Linked DNA regions of Mus musculus: regions 1, 2 and 3 are each linked to region 4. The links are chromatin contacts, called in public Hi-C, capture Hi-C and promoter capture Hi-C maps. All regions are on one chromosome and are shown on one strand. Each heading gives the region's core, a stretch centred on a gene start, on an enhancer-like site or on the middle of the called end of the contact. The rest is flanking DNA. Distances are from core to core; before and after follow the strand shown.

The links. Promoter capture Hi-C pulls out the DNA fragments that hold promoters and counts their contacts. Hi-C and Micro-C count contacts between places; a contact is called where the count stands out from the background. Capture Hi-C pulls out chosen DNA fragments and counts their contacts.
Region 1: a promoter capture Hi-C map of the C10 cell line shows a contact between it and region 4, with 6 times the contacts expected there. The contact joins the promoter of Mrln here to the promoter of Ube2d1 in region 4. A contact is called at or near these places in 2 of 39 promoter capture datasets (the C10 cell line and pre-B cells) and 1 of 115 datasets of contacts at active chromatin or transcription factors (large pre-B cells).
Region 2: a capture Hi-C map of embryonic stem cells shows a contact between it and region 4, with 7 times the contacts expected there. The contact joins the promoter of A330049N07Rik here to the promoter of Ube2d1 in region 4. A contact is called at or near these places in 3 of 39 promoter capture datasets (cranial neural crest, hippocampal neurons and pre-B cells), 1 of 115 datasets of contacts at active chromatin or transcription factors (stem cell-derived neural progenitor cells) and 1 of 9 other capture datasets (embryonic stem cells).
Region 3: a contact with region 4 is called in a Hi-C map of B cells, with 7 read pairs. The contact joins the enhancer-like site here to the promoter of Ube2d1 in region 4. A contact is called at or near these places in 1 of 39 promoter capture datasets (pre-B cells), 1 of 484 Hi-C or Micro-C datasets (B cells) and 1 of 115 datasets of contacts at active chromatin or transcription factors (bone marrow-derived macrophages).

The regions. Positions count from the first base shown.
Region 1 is chr10:70,203,253-70,206,114 of GRCm38.p6, reverse strand. It overlaps Mrln (myoregulin), which reads right to left and starts at 1,451. Exons shown (of 3, transcript NM_001304739.1): 1 at 1,356-1,451.
Region 2 is chr10:73,084,995-73,087,964 of GRCm38.p6, reverse strand. It overlaps A330049N07Rik (RIKEN cDNA A330049N07 gene), which reads left to right and starts at 1,260. Exons shown (of 5, transcript NR_040646.1): 1 at 1,260-1,287.
Region 3 is chr10:70,119,554-70,122,506 of GRCm38.p6, reverse strand. The region is part of intron 1 of Ccdc6 (coiled-coil domain containing 6); the gene reads right to left. Among named protein-coding and RNA genes, the nearest start is that of Gm51771, 11 kb to the right of the region's middle. Within about 2 kb of position 1,541, at least 185 of the 459 cell types and tissues checked have an H3K27ac peak or open chromatin away from gene starts, as enhancers often do. A contact at or near this core is called in B cells and pre-B cells, where this site is marked.
Region 4 is chr10:71,283,670-71,286,610 of GRCm38.p6, reverse strand. It overlaps Ube2d1 (ubiquitin-conjugating enzyme E2D 1), which reads left to right and starts at 1,349. Exons shown (of 7, transcript NM_145420.2): 1 at 1,349-1,510. The coding sequence starts at 1,487.

The sequences.
Region 1 (2,862 bases), core at 202-2,701, 1.1 Mb after region 4:
CTATAGCCCTCCTCAAGTCTTGGGTGGTGAGCGAGATAGCACCTTCCCGTTCTCCCACAGCGGTGGCATGCACCATTCTGAAAACGAAGACGTTAAAGACTTTAAATGTGGCACAGTTTTATAGGAGCTTGTTTCTCAGACTAATATTTCCTATCGAGCATAGTGTTTGTAGGCTCTGCAACTGAACTTGAAATGGCAGATTATTCTCAAGATTAAGTCCATTGAATGAAGGATTTTTATAGATGACATTTAAATTTCTGTCAGTACTCACAGCCACTTATGTTACACTATTGTCAAATACCCAAACCGGTGCAAGATAGATAATAATTCATTTCACCAGTGAGGAAGCTGAGGTTCAGAGAGGCTGAGGCCCTGTGTACAGTCTTACAACCACTCTTACCCAGTCCACTTCTGTGTCTCTGGGATTCACTTTAATGCCTCTGTCAAGATTACACCGATGCTGGGCAGTGATGGCACACAGATGTAGTCGCTCCTAGCACTCAGGAAGCAGAGGCAGGTGGATCTCTGAATTTGAGGCCAGCCTGGTCTACAGACCGAGTTCCAGGACAGCCAGGGCTGCACAGGGAAACCCTGTCTCGCAAAACCAACCAAACAAAAAAAGTTTCTAAACAACAGCAAAAATAGTTTGTATCTAGACATGTACACATGCCCAGGAATGAGACTCACACAGCCAAAGCAGAGAGCTATGCTAATATATGGCCTTGAAGAGGGACTGGGATATCAAGTGTCAGTTTTGCCCAGGATGACTGGGCAAGGCATCTGGCTCTCTGAATTCCAGGGTCCTCCCTTGCCAGACAGAAAACACAGTGACCTACTTCTCAGGCCTCTGAGAAGTGACCATGTCAAAGAGGCTGCAGAGACAGGGCCGTTGGTTACAAAGCTAGTAAGCAATGCGATGGGTCCCTCTGCCCCAAACCCAGAACAGGGGATAACAACAGGGCACCATGCCTCCCCCCGCTCTCCCACTTTGATTCCTGTAAGTAAAAACTCCCTTTGAAAACACTGGGATTCTATCTGGAGAAGGAAACACAGGGAGATGGGTCAAGCTGCAAGCCCAGGGCTCAGCCGAGCAATTTATATCCAGCGTTATTAATCACCTGCTCCGCTTGCCGTGAGCCAAAACCAAAAAGAAAGGAGTAGGATTCTGACTCACTAATCTCCCTTATCATCAGCCTCGTAAAACTTGGAGGGATGTTGAAATGCAGGCAGTGGAAACCAGCTTGGGGAGTCAGCAACTTTTAGCCTTCATTATTTCTAATGAGAGGCAACAAGAGTTTCGTTCGCCTCTCCCTGTGTCAACACTACTTAAAAATATAAACGCAAGCAACACTTACTGTTCAGGGGTGCAACGGAGCCAAGTCCAAAGTCCTGGGAATGGCCGCCCTTCCTTTCAAAAACACCATCTGCTCTCCATGGACGAAAAGCTCACTGGGCTGTTATTAGTAACTGGCTCCGAGTGTTAGGCAGAAACCTGAGCCAGAATGTCATGGGGAGGAGGCAAGAGAAACTGACAGACACAGGTGGGATAGAGTCTAACAAAATATATTTACATTGAAGTCAAGCAAGCCGCTAGGCGGGGATGCCTTAAGTCCCCATGGTAGCTGTTCTAAACTATCAGCAAGCAACAACAAATCTCCTCCACTGTGAGAACATAGCCCCTTCTCTTCTGCACACTCCTTTTCTGCAGGGAGCTGGCTTTTAAAAACTGTTTTAGTTTTATTTCTGTGTGTGTGTGTCTGTGTGTGTAATGTCATGTGTATGTGTGTGGGGGGTGTCAGGGGTGTTTAAGGAGGGCAATAAGGAATATCAGGCCTGCTGGAGCTATAGTTACAGGTGGGTGACTACTTGTAAATTCTGGAAACTCAACCCAGGCCCTCTGTGAGAGCAATGTGTGGTCTTAACTGCTGAGCCACCTTTCTAGCCTGTTTGCTTGCCTGCCTTTCTTTCTTCTTTCTTTCTCTTTCTTTCTTTCCTTCTTTCTTTCTTTCTTCTTCCTTCCTTCCTTCCTTTCTTTCTTTCTTTCTTTCTTTTTCTTTTTTCTTTCCTTTTCTCTCTCTCTCTCTGCCTTTCCTTCCTTCTCTTCTGTCTGCCTTTCCTTCCTTCTTTCTTTCTTCCTTCCTTTATTTTCTTTCTTTTTTTCCTTTTCTCTCTCTCTCTCTCTCTGCCTTTCCTTCCTTCTCTTCTGTCTGCCTTTCCTTCCTTCTTTCTTTCTTCCTTCCTTTCTTTTCTCTTTCTTTCTTTCTTTCTTTCTTTCTTTCTTTCTTTTTCTCTCTTTCTTTCTTTCTCTTTTCTCTCTCTCTGCCTTTCCTTCCTTCTCTTCTATCTGCCCTTCCTTCCTTCCTTCCTTCTTTCCTTCCTTCCTTCCTTCCTTCCTTCCTTCCTTCCTTCCTTCCTTCCTTCCTTCTTTCTCTTCCTTTCTTCCTTTCTTTCTCTTTTAAGATTTATCTATTTATTTCATGGGAGTACGCTGTTGCTCTCTTCAGACACACCAGAAGAGAGCATCAGATATCGCTATACATGGTTGTGAGCCACCATGGGGTTGCTGGGAATTGAACTCGGGACCTCTGGAAGAACAGTCAGTGCTCTTAACCACTGAGCCATCTCTCCAGCCCACTTTCTGATATCTAAATATCTTTTTGTGTTTATGAATTTAACCTAGTCTATTTTGATTCTCCCGTTTTCAAAATATATCAATGAGTGGATTTTACAACATCTACTGTTGATTTTGTGTACGAGTCTGGGTGCAGTTGGGTGGGAGAGGGTGTGCAAGTTAAGGAATGCGTTTCATTCCTTAGAAGACTGTTTCTGAATGTGTGGGTCATGGCCCCTTTGGGGGAGGGT
Region 2 (2,970 bases), core at 11-2,510, 1.8 Mb before region 4:
CCTACATCTCGTTTGCCCAGTTATTTGGATACAGTAGTTAGCATTGAATCCATAGCAAAAACAAAACAAGCCACTTCACCTTGTGAAAAATCCCAACAATCCTATTTATCCAAAAAGATGGAAAAGGAAATAATTAGGCTACCCATTTATATGTGCACTACCCATGGGACATTATTTTGTATCAGGTACACTATATTCAGATACAAAATCCATACTTAGTGCTTTAAAATCTGGGTACAATGAAGATATTCTGGACTTTAAGATCTCATACTATCTTTAAAAGAATTATACTAGCAACTAATTTTGTTGTTTTTCTTTCAGATCTATGTGATAATCTGTATATATTAATATATATTTTCAACTAGTTTTTTCTTTTAAATTTACATGATAATCTTTATATATGAGTAATTAACCAAGATGTGGGTTTTCCAACAAATGAACATAATTTACATGCTTATACATTTTTGTAAATGTTCTCAGTTATGTTTAAATATCTATTTAATTTTAGGGTGAGAGTAGTAAAAGAATAAACATCAAATATGTCACTTCACATTATGCATGGTGAATTCTTTCATTCACTGTTTTCCACTTAAGAGACTCAAGTTAGTTTTCATTAAGATGTTAAAAATATTTATAATACTACAAGATAATCAGGTTGAAATTATTTGGCGGGGGAGGGAGAGGGAAGGAGAGGGAGGGAGGGAGGGAGGGAGGGAGGGAGGGAGGGAGGGAGGGAAAGGGAGAGCAGTTTGCCTGTGTGTCTATCTATAATACTGTCCTAAAATGTATCTATTTCAGGAAGATTGTTGTCTGTTCTAGAGGATGATTTATTTTCCAACAACCCCAGAAGGCAGGTCACAGTAGAGGACATTGTCAAAACTTATTTGTAATAATTTGCATGCTATCTTCCTTTGTAAAATTTGCCTAGAGATGCCTTTCCCATCTGGAGAGAAGAGAAACAGCACTATCCACACAGGATACGCTTCCCTCAGACAAGTGAAAAGCTTCTGTCGCTACTGCAGCTGATGGGAATCAGTTGATTCCGGCACTGCCAAAAGAGCTGAGGATGATTGAGAGGAACCATTGTTACAAATCACACTGACAGCAGCTAGCATTTTAGAAGGGGGGGGGGGGGAGAAGAAGAAACTAGTTCAAATGGTACAAACCGAAGTTCTATGTACAAAGGCTGCTGTGTCACAGCCACAGCGGCATAGGCTGGAGTGGAGGAGTCTGAGGTCACATCCTGCTTCACTCTGGTTGACTCGGTGGGATGAGCAATGGCAGTGGGTAAGTGAGATGATAATTTCTTATTTATGAAGAAGGACTGCTAAGTCCTCTGTGTTAGCTATAGAAGAAGGTTTATGCGAACTTTAATATGTTGTTCCTCGTGTGTAAAACCACATGTGCGTGGATGCCTTCTGTTGTCTCCATCTTCTCCCACAGGAAATGTCCCAGACAGTTAATCTGAACACAGCTTGGACACACTAAGGACACTATTGTGAGGAGTCTCTCTACCTAGTCTACCCTCCAATCTTCCGTTTACTCGATGATGGCCTTGAACTCTGACCCTCCACCCTGGTACTAGAGTGTTGTAATTGTATCCAGAGCAAGGGCAGCTCAATGAGATTCCAGTGATCAAACCCGGGTCTTTGTGTAGACTAGTCTCTACCCACTGAAGTACAGCCTCAGCCATGGAGAGATGCGATGCTCTGAAAATTACTTTTTCTACTTGGCTCCTATTGTCCTAACATGGAGAAAATGTCATTTCAAGAAGGGCACTTCAGAAAAGTATAAATAGAATTTCTGGAGTGTGCTCAAAAAGCAATCAAGCCCGGGAGTCTACTTAAAAGTTCCCCTGAGATCAGAGTTAAGCTAACAAGATTGTTAGAAAAAAAAAAGTGAAACATTTAAAATTGAAGGAAATATATTCATCTATGTTAATTTATATGATAAAAACCAAGTTTTGTTAATACAGAACAGGCTAGCATTGATTATTTTTTTTTACAGTGTAACTTTTGAAATGAAAGAGCAAAAAAAACCACCTCTTTTTCTTAAAAATTCTCCAAGAATTCATTGCAAAGACTGTGTGCAATAACTGTATTCATGATAAATTCAAAGTAAAAAAATGTCATCATTTGTATTTGCTATAAATCTCATCTCCTAGTATAACTTTTTAAAAATTGCTTTGACAAGCTAAATATGTTCTTGAATATTTGAGCAGTGTGTGTTAAAATGCAGATTTTCTTGCCATCTTAAGTGACTGTCATGAGAAACAGATGTAAATAGCATCTGTTTCTCTGGCGGATTCCAAGATACCTTTGCATCCAGACGCCTCTAGAAGTTTTCCAGGGACAGCAGCTCCTGCCCTGTGGTCCCACAGCAGCAAGTGACAAAGATGGGACTCAGCAGCTGTGTTTCTGCAATTATCAATTATATCAACAGAACCATAATGCAAAAATGATCTTAACGATACTCTTCTGCAGCTTATGTGTGTGCGTTTCCGAGGCAGCTTGACGTTTCCTGACTTAAAGCCAATCACCACGGCTTGAAATTTCAGGATGAACAGACTTTGATATGTGTTACCTTCAGCACATCTTTTGGGGGTTCTGACCCTGTCTCAGGAAGAGCCTGTTATTTCTCATTAGCATGGACCCTACACTGTTTGTCTTACCACATTGCTTTATAATCAGGTATTGACCAACATAGAGTGACCATTTTCACTGACTTTTAAATGGTGTGGTACTGTAGGAGTCCCACAAGGTCCAAGCCATCATACAAAGCATGGGTTAGCACCTGGCAAGGACAGACAAAGCAACAGAGCATCAGGAGTCTCAGTGGCCTTTGTTCTGGACCCTGTGAAGCTCTGATCAATTAGGGATTGAGATTGACATCAGGATAGACATTGTCTGATAGCAAACATTGATGTTGGGAGACTATTTTAAACTATCTAGATGCCCTTAAGGATGGGAG
Region 3 (2,953 bases), core at 292-2,791, 1.2 Mb after region 4:
CTGTATAAAAACTGTCATGCAAGCCTCATGATCTAAGCATAATCCTTGGGACAAACACATACACACACACCAACAAATGCGGGGAATCTTAAATCAATAATCCCAGCACAAGATAATGGAGACATATACAGCAGAACCATCTGAAAGCTTTGGCCCAGCTAGTCACACATACACACACACACACACACACACACACACACAAGACACAGACCACACACACAGACACACATCACTCACACAAACATATACAAACACACCACATACATACAAATACATACTTACACATCTTTCAGACATACACATACACAAACACCACACATACACCCCACACACACACACACACAAAACATACATATACAAACACATACTCACACATCACTCATGCACCACCACACAGTCACACACACACACACACACACACATATCTCACACTCACACACTCTCGGAACTGGCAATTCCACTCCAAGCTGCTCCACAGGCACCAGAGACCATCACTGTTGATCCATGAAATGATGTTAAGGGAATGAGTCTGTGACTGTATCTGTGGGTCGCAGCAGACGACATACAATAGAGGATGTGCTTCTTACAGAGCTAACCTTCCCAGAGACACTGCACATCCAGCCTTTGACGAAAGCAGCACTTTGCCCAGCAGAAGGATAACCTCCGTGTTCTTTAAGTGGGGGGGAGGGACAACAGATACAGTGTGCGCACATTCATGAATATCTTTTTTAAAGGACATGGGGGACACTTCTATCTGCATAAAATTTATCTTAAAAAAAAAAGCCCAAGATTAAGAACAGTGGAAATGTGACAATGTTGGGGGGCCTATCCTTGGTTTTGATCTGGTCTCATCACACTGAGATGCAGCAGCCCTTCACTATGTAAACCTGTCCTACAATACAAAAACTATCTACGTTGTGTACTTATGACGTGGCCCCAGCATTATCTATTACGGAAGCGGGTGTGTCATTCTGCCAGTGCAGAGCGAGTAATAGCACACAACTCGGTGTGGGGACAGAAGTGTGCAGTAAATCATATTTAATGATAAGATGGCATTATCAAAGAAACACGGGATGCATCATGGGAAGCCGCCAGGACATTAATCTGCTCGTCTCCACCTACAGACCCAAGCCTCCGATGCACAGAGCAATCCACTGGCATGTCAGGGAAACACACATGCGTCATACTTACAGACTCTCTGCTGGTGACCTCTGCAGAGAGGCACACCATCCACGGACACCCAATTCTTAACCGTGTCCCTCCCTAGGTAACTGACCTATAACGAGGTCATTCTCTCCCATCTAATATGAGCTGCTTCTCCCTGCTTGCCTTCACCTACTCTCCGGGCCCAGCCTCTGACCCACCTTCGCCCCAGTTCCAGCAAGCTGACTTTCTCTCCAGGGCTTCCTTTCCAACCCTAATGTGCTGGCCAAAATTCAAAGTGTTGCTCTGAGTCATCCTAGAAATTATACTGTACCGAGAGAGGCTCCACCAGATAAGGAAAGCCCGGCCCCTGAATCATCTGGGCTGCAGAGAAGGGTTCTTCCATCGTCAGAACCTTCAAACCCTGGAGTTGGGTGAAGAGTCAGCCAGGAAAGTCTCAGATACCAACCACAGCTGGGGGCTAACACGGCGCTTAGGGGAGGGTACGCTCCTCTGACTGCACACAGACAAAGAAAGAACGGCTGCTTGCCCTTCTGCTTAGAAATGCCAGAGAATGAACTTCAGGAAGCAGGGGGACAGCCATCTGGGCTGCACCTACAGCAGTCCTCCCTCCTCCACCTTGGCTTCTATCTTCACACCTGGCCACGCTCTGCTTCACGCCACTGCACCTTCCTGCCACATCTGAATTTGTGAGCAGGAAGACGACCAGCACAAACACATCCTAATTAAAAACTAAAAAAAGAGCCAGGAGGCTGTGGTGGCACACAACTTTAACCCCAGCACTCGGGAGGCAGAGGACGGTGGATCTCAGTGAATTCGAGGCCAACCTGGTCTACAGAACAAGTTCCAGGACAGCCATGGCTACACAGTGAAACCGTGTCTCAAAAACAAAAATGGGAGTACCTGCTCTTAATCTGTTCAAGTGAAAGTTGTGTAGAGCCTGAGAAAAGAAATTGATGAATAAATGAAGACCAACTCCCAACTTGAAAGGCACTCAGGCCAACACTACTTTCTGAATTAGTTGCAGAAGTATATGCCAGGTCGAACCTGGCCCCACTCGCATCCAGATCTCCTTAGCCACATCTTGACTGCACCTAGACACACTCATCTCTCACTTCCCTAAAATGCCAACCTTCTGACGATCTCAGGATATATGCATATATCCCCTTGCCCCAGAACAGCCTCTGACCAGCTCTCTGCGTGCCTAGCTTTTTTTGCTATTCAAACTAGTTACAGATGATGACAGAGTGTGGTGTCGCTTCAGGGACAAGCCGAGAGCTCAGTCCAGTCACGTCCTCCCAGGAGGCTTATCACCATCTAAAAGTCAGCTGTCTGGTATCTGCCTTTCTTAGAGAATGTAAACCCTAAAAGGAAAAAAAAAAAAAAAAAACTGTCCCCCAAGCCCTGACACACAGAGCAGCTGCAGGAAGACAGCGCCTGTGAGGTGAACAAAGGGCGGTTACTGTGGAAGAAGAGAATGTGGCTGGTCCAATGCTTAAAGGCCACGGTAAGGAGGCGACATTGAAAATACTCCAGAGCGAATTCACTTCACCAGATAAACAACCTGAAACTGCCCAGGATAAAGAAAGGATGCCAGTTAAACCAGAGATTAAGTAAGTGCCTGGGCGGAATCAAAAACAAAAACAAAACACTACATAAAAGGGCCTAATGCAAACATCACAGCACATCGTCCACCGGCACTGGGCTGTCTGTCCCAAGCCAGGGTCTTACAAGAAATACAAAGTACGACTACAGAGAAAATGCCACAGAATGAACGCATTCCTGGAGA
Region 4 (2,941 bases), core at 100-2,599:
CTTTTGGGGTGAGATAAAGCAGTAATAATAATTAATAATAATAATAAGTGGGAAGACAATGTCTATAAAGTGTTGACAAGCAAGCATAAATGTAGGCATGGTGGGGCTTGTGTGTAAAATCAGTGCTGAGCAGGTAAAGACAGCAGATACCTGGCCAGGTTAGCCCAATAGGTGAGCTCCAGGTCCCTGTGAGAGACTCTGTCTCAAAAAACAAGGAGTACAGCTCCTGGGAAATAATTTCACAAACACACACACACACACACAAGGGGAGGGGGGGCGGATGGACAGGAAAGTAGACCAATATGCAGACAGAGCAGGACTGCTTGAGGGGACCTCTGCAAAGCACAGTCCCTCGAAGCTTTCTGGGCCGCAACCCATCTCTAGTTTCTGCAGAGGGCGTGGGGCTGGTCTTCTGTGGACCACTGCAAAGGCGGAGAAGAGAACTTCCCAGATGTGGCTGATCCAGCTGCAGAGACACTGTGGAAGCCGCGACAGTGAGCGTTGAGTGTTTTGAGAAGCAATATGGGATTCAAAACCATTTTAGATAAGGAATGGATTGACTTTAGTCATCAGAAACCTAAGACTGACCAACGCCGTCAGAAATCCAAGACTGACCTGCAGGTGCCAAGCCAAGAAGTCATGGTTGAAAGGACAAGCAAGATCTGAGATCACAAGAACTGAGAAGGGGCTGGAGGACACCTCAGTGGGTAAACTGCTTGCCGCAAAGCCTGAGGACCTGAGTTCGGATGCCAGAGACCACGTAACGGTTGGGTGTGTGGAAAGCTGTCTTCAATCCCGTTTTTGGGAGGTGGAGACAAAAAGACATAAAGGAAAACCCTGTTTCAAAAAAAAAAAAAGAAAGAAAGAAAGGAAGGAAGGAAGGAAGGAAGGAAGGAAGAAAGAAAGAAAGAAAGAAAGAAAGAAAGAAAGAAAGAAAGAAAGAAAGAAAGAAAGAAAGAAAGAAAGAAAGAAAGAAAGAAAGAAAGAAAGAAAGAAAGAAAGGTGGAGTACAATTGACGAAGACTCCTCACGCCCTCAGGGGCGAGCGGGGAAGAGTCAGAATTATCTGCAAAGGAAGTTAAGATCCGCCGCAGGGTCTGTGCGAGGAGGAGCGAGCCGTGGTTCACAGCAGCTCCTAGGAGCGACAGCTCACCTGCTGTCTGGGTTTTTGCAGATTCGAGACCTTGCTCTGCAGAGCGGCTGCAGGGAGCGGCAGCAGCCTGGTCGCAGCTGTCACCCACGGGTGACCGGACGACGTCCGCGCGGGCGGCAGAGGCCGAGCCTGGGACTACACTTCCCAGTGTGCCAGGCGGGCGGGGCGCGGCGGGGAGGGCGCAGGCTCCTTCCCAGCAAGCGAAGGCGGAAACAAAAGAGTCCGGCGCCGCCGCCCGCACACTCGCGCACCGCGCCCGGGCGCACACGGAGCAGCCCTGCGAGGCGGCAGCCCGGGACACGCGGACACTCCGCAGCCCCCGCCGCCTGCCCCATGGCGCTGAAGCGGATCCAGAAAGTGAGTGGCTGCCAGAACCGGCCTGGGTGTCCCCAAGATGTCCCCAGGAACCCGGGGCGCACGGTGTGGGAGGGGCGCGGACACTGGGGAGGCCGGGGTACGGATCGGCCCGCACAGGTGAGGCGTGCATCCGCAAGGTCTGGGTACTTGGAACCTCGGGGCGACCCGATCCGGTCGTGCCCTTTCCAGGATGAGCCTAGAACCTCGGGTGCGGGTGCCCGTGGGGTGGCCAGATTGTCCCGGGGTGTGTGCATCCCCGCTGGGCCGGGGCTTGCTCTGCAACGGGCGGCCTTCGTCCCCTATCCCGCTGTGCGTCCTCACAATGTCCCCGGAGCCCTCCTTGCTGTGTTCGCACCCCGGGTTCCCCGAGAGGGCAGGGAAGGTGTGGTGGGCCTACGGCCTTTATTCTCAGAGCGTGGGGCTGGGTCTTTCTGGGCTCTGCAGTCGGCTGGTGCTCAGTGGGAGGAAAGGGCTGGGAACGCGAGATTGGGGCCGAGGAGCCAGCAGAGAGCTCTTGCCCCTGCTATTTTGGTGGTTCTGCACGCAGCTGCCACTTCAGGTCACATAGCTGTACTGAGAACATAGTTGCTGATACACAGCAAGATGAGCTCCTGGCTGTGATTCATGGCTAGGTAAGCTAAGCAGGTTGTTGGTTTTGTTTTGTATTTTTTTCTTCACACCCTCACGATAAACTTAGATGTAGAGTTGAAGACACAACACTAAGGACCACAAATTAAATTGTTTGGATGCTTTGATGTGTGAATAGAGAATGAGGAAGACAATCGAAGGGACAGTCAGTCCTTACATAGGATCGGTTCCAACCCTCTCTTTGTATTCTTTACCGCACCCACTTCTCTTGTTGGCCTGTCCCCTATCTCAAGTATCTTTTAACATTTTACAGCGGTAGTCCTTGCTGCTGGGAACGTGGTGTTTGGGATCGCTTTAGAAGCAAATGCGCCAACAGTGGATAATGTGTTTGGTAATTGATTTCACAAGAAATGGTTGGCTCCCCAAACGTTTTATCAACCTTTCCAGCTACACTTGACTGAAAATGTTCTGAGTTAGAGTGGTAGGAAACAGGCATCTTTCGGTACTGAGGACAGCAACTTTTACCCGCAGCCAAATTTTCGTTTGTTTTTTGTTTATTTGTTTTTGTTTTTGTTTTGTTTTTGTTTTTTTTTTTTTTTTTTAATAAACCTTAGCTGTGTAGATCATCGCTGTTCTTTGTGCCGCTGAAGGTCAACTCGGTATAAAATGTTAAGATCAGCGTTTATTAAATAATGACGTTTTCTCGTTTGAAGATAACACGGTGGCACTTTATTTTTAACCATATAAACAAGCTTAATTTTGAAGCTGCAATCGTCATTACCGTGCCGATTTCTGAACGCCGACCAATCTACTGTTGGTTCCCATTTGGAAGTTTTCAAACTT